Regions from separate parts of the Sus scrofa genome. Here region 2 is linked to region 1. A link is a contact called in public Hi-C data. All regions are on one chromosome and are shown on one strand. The core of a region is the stretch at or near the end of the contact, and the rest is flanking DNA. Distances in the headings are between cores, read along the strand shown.

Region 1 (6,251 bases), core at 2,200-4,699:
AAAAAAAAATCACACAGTATACATACAATAAATGTTAGGTCTCTGCACTTCCTTTCCTGTCTTCCAGCCCAGATGTTCCAGAGAGACTTTTCCACTCCAGTGCTGAGATATCAAGTGGCCTACTTCACATGTGCTGGAGCTATTAAACACAGAGCATCATTTAAAATGTGGATGTTGCAGGGAGCTCCCACTGTATCAAAATGGGAGCACTGGGACGCAGGTTCGACCCCCATCCGGCACAGTGGGTTAAGGATCCAGCATTGCTTCGGCTCCAGCATGGGTAGCAACTGCAGCCAGGCTCTGATCCCTGGCTTGGGAACTCCATATGCCAAAGGGCGGCCAAAAAAGAAAGGAAAAAAGAAAAAAAAAAAAAAAAAGTAGTTATTATGGAGTTCCCTTGTGGTACAGCAGGTTAAGGATCCAGCATTATCACTGCAGAGGCTTGGGTTATTCTGTGGTAAGGTTCTATCCCTGACCTGGGAACTTCCACATGCCATGGGAGTGGTCATGGGTGTGGCCACAGGCTAGGGGCATGGCCACAGAAGACATTTCCAACATCTTTGGAATGCCAACACACATCCAAATTAGAGCTTGAACAAATTAAATTACTAGAAAAAAAAATTTTTAAGAAAATTTAAAAAAAAATTTTTAAATAAAATGTTGTTAAACCATGCCTACCACCTATTATTAAATCTTAAAAACATACCATAAAACTGTAACTAAGATAAGCCTATTTTGGTAAAATAACAAAATTTCTATAGGATGATATGATAAAAGACCAAATATTAACAATCACCTCTGAGTGGTGGGACTAAGGGTGAGTTTCTCCCTTTTCAGCTTATCTGTATTTTTGTATAATGAATCTGTAAATTCTGTAGTAAGAAAAATAACTAGGAGTTCCCTTGTGGCACAGTGGGTTAAGGATCCACCTTCGTCACTACAGTGACTTCGGTCACTGCTGTGGCACAGGTTCCATCCCTAGTCTAGGAACATTCACATGCCACAGACGCAGGCAAAAAAAGAAAAGAAAAAAAATGGAAATCTTTTTTTTTTGTCTTTTCGTCTTTTCTAGGGCTGCTCCTGTGGCATACGGAGGTTCCCAGGCTAGGGGGCGAATCAGAGCTGTAGCCGCCGGCCTACGCCAGAGCCACAACAACGCATGATCCGAGCTACGTCTGCAACCTACACCACAGCTCAAGGCAACGCCGGATCCTTAACCCACTGAGGGAGGCCAGGGACTGAACCCGCAAACTCATGGTTCCTATTCGGATTCATTAACCACTGCACCACGACGGGAACTCCTGAAAAAAATGGAAATCTTTAGAAAATAAATTATTCTGGCTCAAATTTCACTGTCTACCTCTTACACCACAGACACTTTTACAAATTACTGCACTAAAGCTCAACTGACACCATGTTAAACAGACACTTTCTCCTCCATTTTGCAGATGAGAATAAACTGAAGCTCAAAACAGTGGCTTGGTCAAGGGTGTATAGATAGTAACATCGCAAAGATTACAACCCAGGCCTTCCAATTTCAAGCCTGGGTCTGCTTCTATTCTGCCACATCTTAAAGGGCAGATATGCATTACTGCTCATGACATTGTTTAAAAAAAAATTGTGTGGAAACTGTTCTAAGAGCACTTGCTACCTAATCTTGAGCAAGTAAGTCACTTAACCTCAGTTTCCTCATCTGAAAAGTGAAAGGGTTGGAAAAGCTTAAAAGGCTATCTCTAATAACCCCACCAGCTAATAGACTTTAAGTCTAGGCACCACCTGAGAAGAAAGCCCCTGGACAAGAATGAATGGTTGGAAAGAAGCTGAGGCTTATGCTCTGGGCGGAGAACCGTTCTTAATGGAAACAGGTGGTGGACAGTCAAGAGGAAAGAACCACTGGGGAAACCATAAACTTCCTGGTTAAATCAACAGCTGAAAGCGCCGGCTTTGCTTTACTAACAGCAATGTTTCAATCAGGACTAACTCAAGATCAGAAACCACACAAAGTAAAGCTAGAAGAATATCAAAACACAGGGGTAGAGGAGGGACCTGTAGCCATAGTTATATATAACTATGCTATGATAACTGGATGATTTTCCAAGTAGACTTATTAATGTTAAAACAGAACGAACCCTTGGTGATTCTGAGAGAAGACTCTTCTTCACCAAAAATTTAAGGAGAAAATGAAACTTGCATACCACTCTACAAGATGTCACACTTGTGGAAAAGATCCCACCCAACATTTGCGGAAAAGGTGAAAGAAAGCAATTAAAGCCTCTCCAAACTGCAGGGAATCAAAGAGAGTGAAAAGACCTTCATTAACGGTGAAGTTTCTGTAAAGGATTCCTCTGGTATTTGTAACCTCTTACACTGCAGACATTATAAAGCACTCAGTGCTATCTGAAACTGTTATACAGCCTTTTCACTCGAGAGTAATAAAAAGTACAGTATTTACTTCGCTGGCGAGAAAAAGATTCCATTTTGCTAAAACGGGCTCCGACCAAAATCTCACCACCTATCCCTTAACTACGAGGACAAGACTAAACCAAGGAGAAGCTACTTAGAGCCCATGCAACAGTCCTAGAGAATTCAAACAACATCCTGCCTTGAGAACCACAAGACACCAGCGGCTTTAAATCCAAACCAAGTACTTAACGAAAAAAGCTCACCGCGCTTCTGGGTGCGAGATTCCAGCCCCGCTACTAGGCCATGACTGGGTGAGCACCTGACATGGGGGGGAGGGCGAGCCAGGGCCCTAGCAGATCTGGGGCGAGCAACCAGGGGCTCTCGAGGCACCACGGGGGAAGCTCAGCCCTCTAGAGGCAGGGGTCCTGGGGACCCCCCCACGGTAGGCACCAAGAACACGTGGGGCGACAGGAGCAGGGAAGGGGTGTCCTGGGCAGGCAGCCTGGGTCTGGCACCGCGGCAGGAAAAAGGAGGAACGACTACCCCTAGACAGAGAACTGAGTCCTCTGGGCCCCGAGAGTGCAGGCAAAGGGCGCGGAAAGAAGCAAGGCCACGAGGAGGGCGGGTCTCCCTAGGCACGGGGGCACGCGCTGGGCAAGCGCAGCGGAACCCGGGCAGCGGAGGACCCCGACACACGCGAGGAGACCGCAGACCTGCCTCCACGACGCGGCGAACTAGGAGCGGCCGCGCTCGGAGGGCCCTGTGACCCGCGGCTGCCCGGACCGGACCCGCCCCGCGGCGCCTCCCTCCTGCCCCTTTCCCTCCCTCGTTCCCTCCCTCCCACCCGCGGCCCGTTATCCCGCGGCCGCCGCACTCACCAGCGGCTGCACCTTAGCCCGCCGCTGCCTCAGCTGCTGCCTGCGCCTTCGCAGCCGCCGCCGCTGCCGCCGCCTCGCTGCTGAGGCCGAGTCCCGGGGGAGCCTCCGCGTCCCACCGCCGCTGCCGCTGCCGCCAGAGCAGAACACCCCAAAATGGCGGCACTTCCGGCACCTACCACCGGCGGGGAGGGCCAAGCAGGAGGGGGAGGGCGGCGAGGGGGAACGTACCACCGCGGGGCCGCCCGCAGCGCGGATCCGAGCGGAGCACCGCGCAGGGGCGGGCAGAGCGCCCGGCACTGCAGCGCCCCCTGGGGCTGGGGAGTGGAGAAGCAGCCGCGCCAGAGCCCCCGGGGCCTGGGGCGGAACCCTCAGCCCTAGGAGCGGCAGGGGCACGTCTCTTTGTCTCCCAGCACTGCTCTTGGGAAGAGTGGGAGGACCCCTGGCTTAAGAAGCTGAAGTTCTCGGCTCTGCGCCCCGCACCCACAGGAGTTCTGGATGAACTGGTGGGCTAGGACCTCTGCTTGGAACTGAATATGCGCGTAATAAAATATTTGATGAATGAATGGATGAGTGAATGGGATGGTGCTTGGCCAGCGCTGGGCACATGACACACCCTCCTTTCTACCCAACGGACAAGCAGCAGTATCCAGGCCTTCCTTCTCTACTGAGATGTGGAATGTGAGTGTATTGCAAGCTTTCAGAGTTAGCAGGATGATTGGCTGTATGAGCACACAACCTTGCAAAAATCCTTGCAGCGCTGGGAAGCTCATAAAGGTGCTGTTAAGAGACTGATTTTCCAGCCCTAACCTTCTTCTCCACGATTTTTTTTTCTTTTTAAGTTTCTTTTTTTGTTTGTTTGTTTTTTGTTTTTTGCTCTTTAGGGCCGCACACTCCGTATACAGAGGTTCCCAGGCTAGGGGTCAAATCGGGGCTACAGCTGCCGGCCTGCTCCACAGCTCACAGCAACGCCCGATCCTTGACCCACTGAGCGAGGCCAGAAATGGAACCCGCAACCTCGTGGTTCTTAGTCGGATTTGCTTCTGCTGTGCCATGATAGGAATTTCATGATTTTTTTTTTTTTCAATAACCCAGGTAAGGTCCCTGAAGACCTTCAGAGTGACCCAGGAATCCCAAGATCTAGGTGGACTGCAAACAGTACAATAGTTCGATCGTTCCTTTGTTTTTTTGGGGTGTTGGCTTTTTTTAGGGCTGCACCCCCAGCATATGAAAGTTCCCATGCTAGGGATACAATCTGAGCTGTGGCTGCTGGCCTATGCTACAGTTCGACGCAGCTCAGGACTTCGCAGATCCTTAATTCACTGAGTGAGGCCAGGAATGGAACCAGAGTACTTAAGGATTCCACTTGGGGTTCTTACTACTGAGCCATTATGGGAACTCATTGTTTGTTTGTTTGTTTGTTTTAAAGGCCAATGTCATTTATTCCACAGTTTCTACACATCGTGGAATAGTAAAATACAGATAGAGAAAGAAAACTTAGTTCTGGGACCCTTTGGCCCCAGCAACACGCAAGTAACTCATGGGTTTGGTTTGCAAATGATTTCTCTATAACATCTGGCTTCCCAGAGCAAATAATTCTCATACCCACAAATACTGATTATACCTTACCACAAAAAACTGATGGACTCCCAAGCCGAAGCCTCAAGTGTTTTCCCATGTGTTGGAAGCACTTCTTTCCCCCTTGGGGGAAGAAAAAATCTAATCACAGTGTTTATGATACCATATAGATCAGAACAATTAGCCCCTAAATTTTACACTATCATATTTCCTAATTGCACTGTGCAGTTTACCATTTTATATACATTTATAATGCTGATATTTGATCTTGTTAACAGTTTTATGTGTCATTTAATGAAAACATTTTTTTTTTTCTTTTTATGGCCGCACTTGCAGCATATGGAAGTTCCCAGGCCTAGGGGTTGAATTGGAGCCATAGTTGCTGGCCTATACCACAGACACAGCAACACCAGATCTGAGCTGCATCAGTGACCTATACCTCAGCTTGAAGCAACACCAGATCCTTAACCCACTGAGCAAGGCTAGGGATTGAACCCACATCCTCACAGACACTATGTCAGGTTCTTAACCCGCTGAGCCACAACTGGATCTCCCCTCCTTCAGGTCCTGACACTTTATCAGCTATGCTTCCCTGACACACCCGCCGTTTTTTTTGGTGGGTTTTTTTTTGGTTTTTTTTTTTTGGTTTTTGTTTTTTGGTTTTTTTTTTTTTTTGCTTTTTAGGGCTGCAAGTGTGGTATATGGAAGTTCTCAGGCTGGGAGTCAAATCAGAGCTGCAGTTGCTGGCCTACACCATAGCAATGTGGGATCCAAGCTATGTCTGTGACTTACACCAGAGCTCATGGCAACACCAGATTGTTAACGCACTGAGTGAGGCCATGGATACTAGTTGGATTCACTTCCACTGAGCCACAGCAGGAACTCCAAGACCACCCTATTTAAAATTACAGGAGTTCCCACTGTGGCACAGTGGGTTAATGATCCAGCTTGTCCCAGTGGAGGCACCGTTTTTATCCCTGGCCTGGCACATTGGGTTAAGGATCCAGTGTTGTTGCAACTATGGCATAGGTTGCAGTTCTGGTCCTGATTCGATCCCTGGCTTGAGATCTTCCATATGCTGCAAAAGGTGGCTGAAAAATAAAAAATAAAATTACAGGAGTTCCCTTTGTGGCTCATAAGGTTAAAGATCCAACGTTGCCCTTGTGAGGATTTGGGTTCAATCCCTAGCCTCATTCACTGGGTTACAGATCCAGCATTGCCACAAGCTTCGATGTATGTCTCAAATGCAGCTGGGATCTGGTGTTGCCACAGCTGTGGCATAGGCTGGCAGTTGCAGCTCCAGTTCAACCACTGGCCTGGGAACTTAACACATGCCACAGGTGCAGCCGTAAAAGAAAAAAATTTTTTAATTGAAAAAAATAAAATTTTGCATAC
Region 2 (6,251 bases), core at 1,443-3,942, 310 kb before region 1:
ATGCCCCTGGGAGGGAGAACTGCTGTCCTGCCCTGCCCTGCCCTGCCCATCCTCTGTCCTGACTCACAGGCTGCGCCCAGGGACCTCAGCAGCCCTCTCGGCAGCCCCCCCGTTCGGACTGCAGCCCTGGAATTTGAAGGCACAGGAGGGGGCGGTCCACTGGTCCAGAGAGGGGCACTTAGGTAGAATCAGCAGCCGGAGAGAAGCGGGAGGCTGGGGGAGGGGGTGGCGCGGGGAAGGAGGAGGAGGCAGGGCCAGGGAGGGGCATAACAAAGGGGCACTTTTGGAAACCCGACCTGCCGCCTGAGGTGCCTGCTCCCTGATGACGCACTCCAAACCCGGAGCCCTCACACCAAACCACCCAGCCCAAGGGCTGCCGGTCTCTGGCCCCAACCCTCATGGACGGCACCCTTCCACCAGCCTCTCTGGCGGCCGGCGCCGCACAACTCGCAGCCCAAGGAACCCACGCGGAGCGGTCGGGCCAGGCCTAGCCATGGAGACTCCAGGACTAATTGGCCAAACTTGTTGAACTTGGCCTCGGCGGGGGTGGAGCCAGCCGGTCACCGCTCAGCGGAGGGGGCGCACCCTGCCTTGGCCGGCGCCGCCGTGTACTCCAGATGGTGGCCAGGGACAGCGGCCCCAGGAATTTGAGCTCTTTGCAAAGAACGAGGGGTCTCTAGGGATCAAGGTCCCTCCTGGGGTCCCAGGGCGATTTGGGGGCTTTTAGGGACCCCAGGAGATGGTGTGGCCTGCCAACCCCGACGCCTCCCTCCCCCTGGCAGGTCTGGGAAATTGTCGGGTGCGCTGCGCCGCAGATGAGGCACCCTGTCGGCTCAGCGGCAGCTCTTGCAGTCTTCCCGCAGGGCGCGGCGGCCGGGGGCTCCCCCGGCGGGAGTCGGTCCCATTGCAAACTTTCGGAGCGGGAGGAGGAGAGGGCGGGCTCGAGCAGCAGCTCCTGCCGCCGCCTCCCCACGGTCCCCGCCCGGGCAGCACTCACCGCGTCCTCCCTGGGCGCCTCGGCGGGTGGGGGTCTGGCCACGCTCCTGCCCGAGTCCTGCGGCTCCCAGGCCGGGGCCACCGCCTCCCGGAGTGCGCCGGGCCCTCCCCCGGGAAGCCCAGCCCCCGGCCCCGCCCTCTCCTCGGCTCTGCTGCCCCAACCCCACCGGCTAGCGGCGGGGGCGCAGGAGCTGCCTGCATCGCGGCTCCAGGGGCGCGGGCCTTGGGGTCTTGGGTCCCGAATGAGGGCCGACTCTCCTGGGTGGTGCCTCGGCGCTATAGGGAGTCAGATTTCGGCTTTGCCCCTCCCAGGCCTCCTCAGAGCCTGGGAGACCAGTGGAAGCGGGAAGGGATGGGGCCTGCACCGGCTCCCTTTGGAGGGAGGTCTGGGGCTACACTGCCTTACTCTTTTTGCTGAGCACAGCTTTCTTAGTTAGAAATTAGCTCCGACGAGGCTCATAACCATCCTCTTGCAAGCATTAGGGCTCCCGTTGAATAGATGCAGAAAGTGAGGCTCAGAGACCTCAGAGCTGTAGTCAGGCAGGTCCGGGACTCCAAAGACCCCTTCCTTGCACAGCCCTCCTTGCCAGTCTGGGGGCCCATTCTGAGGACTAGGTCTGACTTCGGTGGGGGTGGGGCAGAAAGGCTTGAGCTCCTCCCCCTCCGCGTTATTCCCAGATAGTGTATCACGATTCTTTTTTTTTTAACTCAATGAATCTTATTACATTTATAGTTCACCACAACGATCATCACAACCCAATTACGATTCATTCTTAAACCCCTTCGCCCTTCCATCCCCTTTGTCAGCTACCAAAGGTTTGGTAGATCTTTCCAGAATGCCCCGATACCACCCCCCACACTGAATAAATCCCTTCTTCCTCACCCCCTTGCCCCCCACCCCGAGACATTTCGGAGCCTATCCGTCGGTTATTTATATCCACTGGAGCGGTCCAAGAATGTTCCGAGGCTGACCTAACCGCCACCTGCTCGACCGCCTCTCCCTTCCCGCTCCCTCTAGGGCTGGGGGACCCGCGGCGCTGCCCTCCGTCTGGCAGCAGAAAGGGGGCGCAGGTCGCCGGAATCCGACGCCTGGGCCGCTCCGGGAGTCCGAGCGGCCCAAGTTGCTGGGGGTTGCAAACCCTCCCGCGTGCTCTGAGGAGCGCCTCCCCAGAGGACAGAGCGGCGCTCTGGGAGGCCAAGAGCCATGCTGTTCTCCCCGCAGCACGTACTCTTCGTCCCCACCCGCTGCAGCCCCACCCCCGCCCCCACTCCTTGAGGAGTGTGAGTATGAGAGCACAGATTTTCAAACGGCAGCTTTAAAAATAGCAAAATTATGTAGTTTCTAAATCCCGGAGGAATCACGTTCGCGTTCTTTGGGCAGATAAATCTGCTCATAAAATGGAAAGGGGGCCTAAAGAGAATGAATGGGAGTAATTTCAGGTGGTAATTTTAGCTGCTGAGGGCTGACTTCTCCGCAGTCCTTGTGGGAGGGTGCAATCGTCAGCTGGGCACCTGAGACAGCTGCGCAATCGTACCTGAGTAGTGGATCCTTGCCTTGGCGCTCACAGGGTGTGTACGCAGCAGAACGTAGCTTCTGAAACAAGTTTCAACACCCACTCTCTCTGTTGGGACTTGGACAAGTCCTTTTTCCTCCATATCTGTTTCTACCTCTGTGAAACATGACGGGTGACTGGGCTGACCTCCCAAATGGGCATGTGCCCCAGCTAATTAATGATTGTAAAACAACTAACTGCAAATCAGAGGAGCTGAGGTAATAGCTAATGACAGCCATAAGGTTCTGTATTATTCAAAATCAGTTAACATCCCACCTAGTGCCTGGGGGCCTCTAGGCACCTGGACAGAAAGTGTGAAAACACAAGAATGAAGTTAATTACAGGAGCCACCTATTAAAACCCTATTAAAAATAAAGGCTGCAAGCCAGGCTTTGGGATCTGAGGAAGCTAGGTCACAGAGAGACTCAGAAAACAGGGCTGTTCATCAGACCACAAGAGGGAATGCTAGTGGAAAACATCTGGCTTCCCCTGGGTTCAGATCTGGAGGCAGCAAGCAGAAATGTTGCAGCTGATCTTAATTGCCTCTAAAGTACTGCAGGGAGAAAAAATAAACCAAAACCCAGGGATACTAAGCTGCTTCAAGGGTGAAAGGAGACAGAGCTAACCTTGGAAAGCCAACCCCTGCCAGTGCTGCCCCAGGGCTCATATGTCTGTGCTCTGTGGCCAGAGCCCCTACACATTCACAGGGCTCCACCGTGAGGTACACAACTTGAACAGAGTTTAAGATGAGATGCCCGAGGTCAGAGACTAAGCGGACAGAAACCCAGAGACGCAGCTTGGCTCAGGGCACCAGGCGGCAGATTGGTCCAAAGCCCAAGTTCACAACACTCACAGACTCACCTTGACTTTCTGGAATGTCCTAACCACAGTACCTTCATTATTTATTTATGCCTTCATTCATCCAGTCAAGAAAACATTTGAATTTTGGCTTTATGCTTAGCCGTATGCTGGGTGTTGGGAATACAAAGACCAATAAGGCAGAGCCATAAGTTTATGATAATGAGATAATATGGACAGGAAGTACTATGGGAAAACAGAAGCAGAAGAGACCACCTTTCACTGAGTGATGACACTTGACTGGTCTTGATGAACAGGAATGAGTCATGTGCAGAGGCATTCTAGGCGGGAGCACTAGGGTGTGCCAAGCCCCAGAGGTGTTAGCTTATGACTTGGTGACCCAGCAATTCCACTTTTTGGTATCTACCCTAGACAAACATGTACAAGTGCAGAAAAAGGTACAGGGAAATTTGTGTATAGTATTTTTTTGCAATAAGGGAAAAACTGCAAACAGATGTCAATCAAGAGGGCAATGGTTGAATAATCCTAAAGTTCACTCATGCTGTGGGTTGCTCTGCAACATTTAAAGCACAGTGTAGATAGAGATGTGGAGGGTTGGGGGGGTATTTTTGGCTTTTAAGGGCTCACCCGAGACATATGGAGGTTCCCAGGCTAGGGGTCGAATTGGAGCTGTAGTGGCTGGCCTACACCATAGCCACAGCAGCACAGGATCCGAGACACGTCTGCAACCTACAACACAGCTCACAGCAACACAGGATCCTTAACCCACTGAGCAAGGCCAGGGATGGAACCTTTGTCCTCATGGATGCTCGTCAGATTCATTTCCGCTGAACCACAACAAGAACTCTCAAGTTGTTTTCTTATATGAAGATCCCCAAGACACTATTGAATAAAAAAAAGCAAAGTTGCAGAACACTCAAAATATTCAGAGAATACACACCAAACTGATCATGGTGATTCTCTCTAGTGGCAACAGTTTGGGGCAGTTCCAGACTAAAATATCTAGAATACTGAGCTCAGGATGGAGTGAAGGCACATGGGAGCTGAGGCTGGAAAGATGGGATGGGATTGAATGGTGAAGATTTTCGAGACGGGCTAAGGAGTTTAGACTTTATACTATAGGCAGTGAGAAATGTGAATGGCAGTGACTCCATCTTTTAAAAGTTATCCTTTGAAAAGGTAACTCTGGCAGCCCTTCGAAGTGTAGATTAGAGCAGGCAGAGGGCTGCAGGAAGGGCTTATCTCCTCGGAGGGCTGCCATTTCTCTCCAGGGCCTCTGGACATTGCCCCAGCATTCCAGGCAGGCAGCTGAGTAAAGTATTCTGATTTAACAGCTATGTTTTTAAGAGCTCAGGCAACCCCAGGTGTAAAAACTGGTCTGAGTTTTTGAGAAGGGTTAACTTCAGTGGGAGGAGCTGTTTCTGGATTGGAACGCAGGAAGAACAGCAGATGGATGGCATTAGAGTGAAAATGTGTGGCAGGTTTCAGAGTGGGGCCTGTAGAGAAAGCTTCTCCAGGGTCAGGAATTTGCCCCGAGCATATTCTTTGGAAGGTACTGTTGCATAGTCCATGCTTCAGCTCCATAGGCAAGGGGTCTGCTCAGGAAGCCGGCTCTGGTTCATCGGGGCCCCAAAGTCCACGGGGGACCTCCTTTTTTCTGAAACGGGAGTTCCAGTGGAGGATCCACTAATTTAGCTGACGTTCAGGGAACACCCGGTATGCCAGACACAATGCTGGGTATTTGGTTCAGTGCCAACAAAGCAGACATGGTCCCAGACTCCATGGAGTTTTCCACTAATATCAAATAAAGGCCTGAATACATAATTACAAGTTGTGATGTGTTTCAAAGAGGGGGAGAAAAGATACAGTATTATGAGAGAATAATAACAGGAGGAGCATAATTTCAATTGGGGCCTCGGGGGTCAGAGAAGACCTTTCTTAGGAAGTTTAAGTTTCTCTACCCCTAAAGGCCCAAAAGTCCCCAAAGACGAATGGAAGTTAGCCAGGTAAAGAGAAAACCTAGAAAACAGCATCCAGGGGAGTTCCCATGTGGCTCAGCAGGTCAAGACCCTGACTAATATCCATGAGGATGCGGGTTCAATCCCTAGCCTTGCTCAGTGGGTTAAGGATCCAGTGTTGCCGCAAGCTGCAGCAAAGGTTGCAGATCTGGCATTGCTGTGGCTGTGGTGTAGGCTAGCAGCTGCAGCTCCGATTTGACCCAATTTGACCCCTAGACTGGACACTTCCATATGCCGCAGGTGTGGCCCTAAAAGGAAAAAAAAAGAAAAGAAGACAGCATCCACGCAGAAGGAGAGATGTGTGCAAAGGCCCTGAAATGAGAACTTGACCTGGGAAAGAAGCGTAGAGTGGGCAGGGTGTGGTGAATGAGAGGGTGAGAGGTCCAGGGTGAGGTAAGAGGGGCAGTGTCTGGCAGCACCCAGACACTGCAGGCTTTGTTTTATTCTGAGTGCAGAATTTAATCTGAGGAAGGACCTGTATGTCTTTCTGGATGTTGTGTGAGGAACAGATTAGAGCAGGGAAACAGCAAACTGTAGCTTGGATAGCCCACAAGCTAAGAATGGTTTTTACATTGTTAAATGGTTGAAAAGTACCAGGAGTTCCCTTGCAGTGCAGCAGGTTAAGGATCCCAAGTTGTCACTGAGCAGCTCAGGTTGCTGCTGTGGCATGGGTTCGATCCCTGGCAGGGGAACTTTCACCTGCTACGGGCATGGCAAAAAAAAAAAAGTTTAATAGTTGAGAATCAAAAGAAGAAGAACACTTTGTGATACTTGAAGGTTATGTTGAATTCAAATTTCAGTGTCAATAATTTCAATTATTTAATTAAATTAATTTTTTTTTGTCTTTTGTCTTTTTAGGGCCGCA

Evidence for each region. Hi-C and Micro-C count contacts between places; a contact is called where the count stands out from the background.
Region 2: a contact with region 1 is called in a Hi-C map of liver, with 3 times the contacts expected there. The contact joins the promoter of PACSIN3 here to the promoter of CELF1 in region 1. A contact is called at or near these places in 1 of 47 Hi-C or Micro-C datasets (liver) and 1 of 2 datasets of contacts at active chromatin or transcription factors (alveolar macrophages).

Annotation. Positions count from the first base shown.
Region 1 is chr2:15,063,722-15,069,972 of Sscrofa11.1, reverse strand. CELF1 (CUGBP Elav-like family member 1) reads right to left here and starts at 3,449. Exons shown (of 16, transcript XM_021083082.1): 1 at 3,282-3,449.
Region 2 is chr2:15,376,738-15,382,988 of Sscrofa11.1, reverse strand. PACSIN3 (protein kinase C and casein kinase substrate in neurons protein 3) reads right to left here and starts at 2,692. Exons shown (of 10, transcript XM_021085228.1): 1 at 2,532-2,692.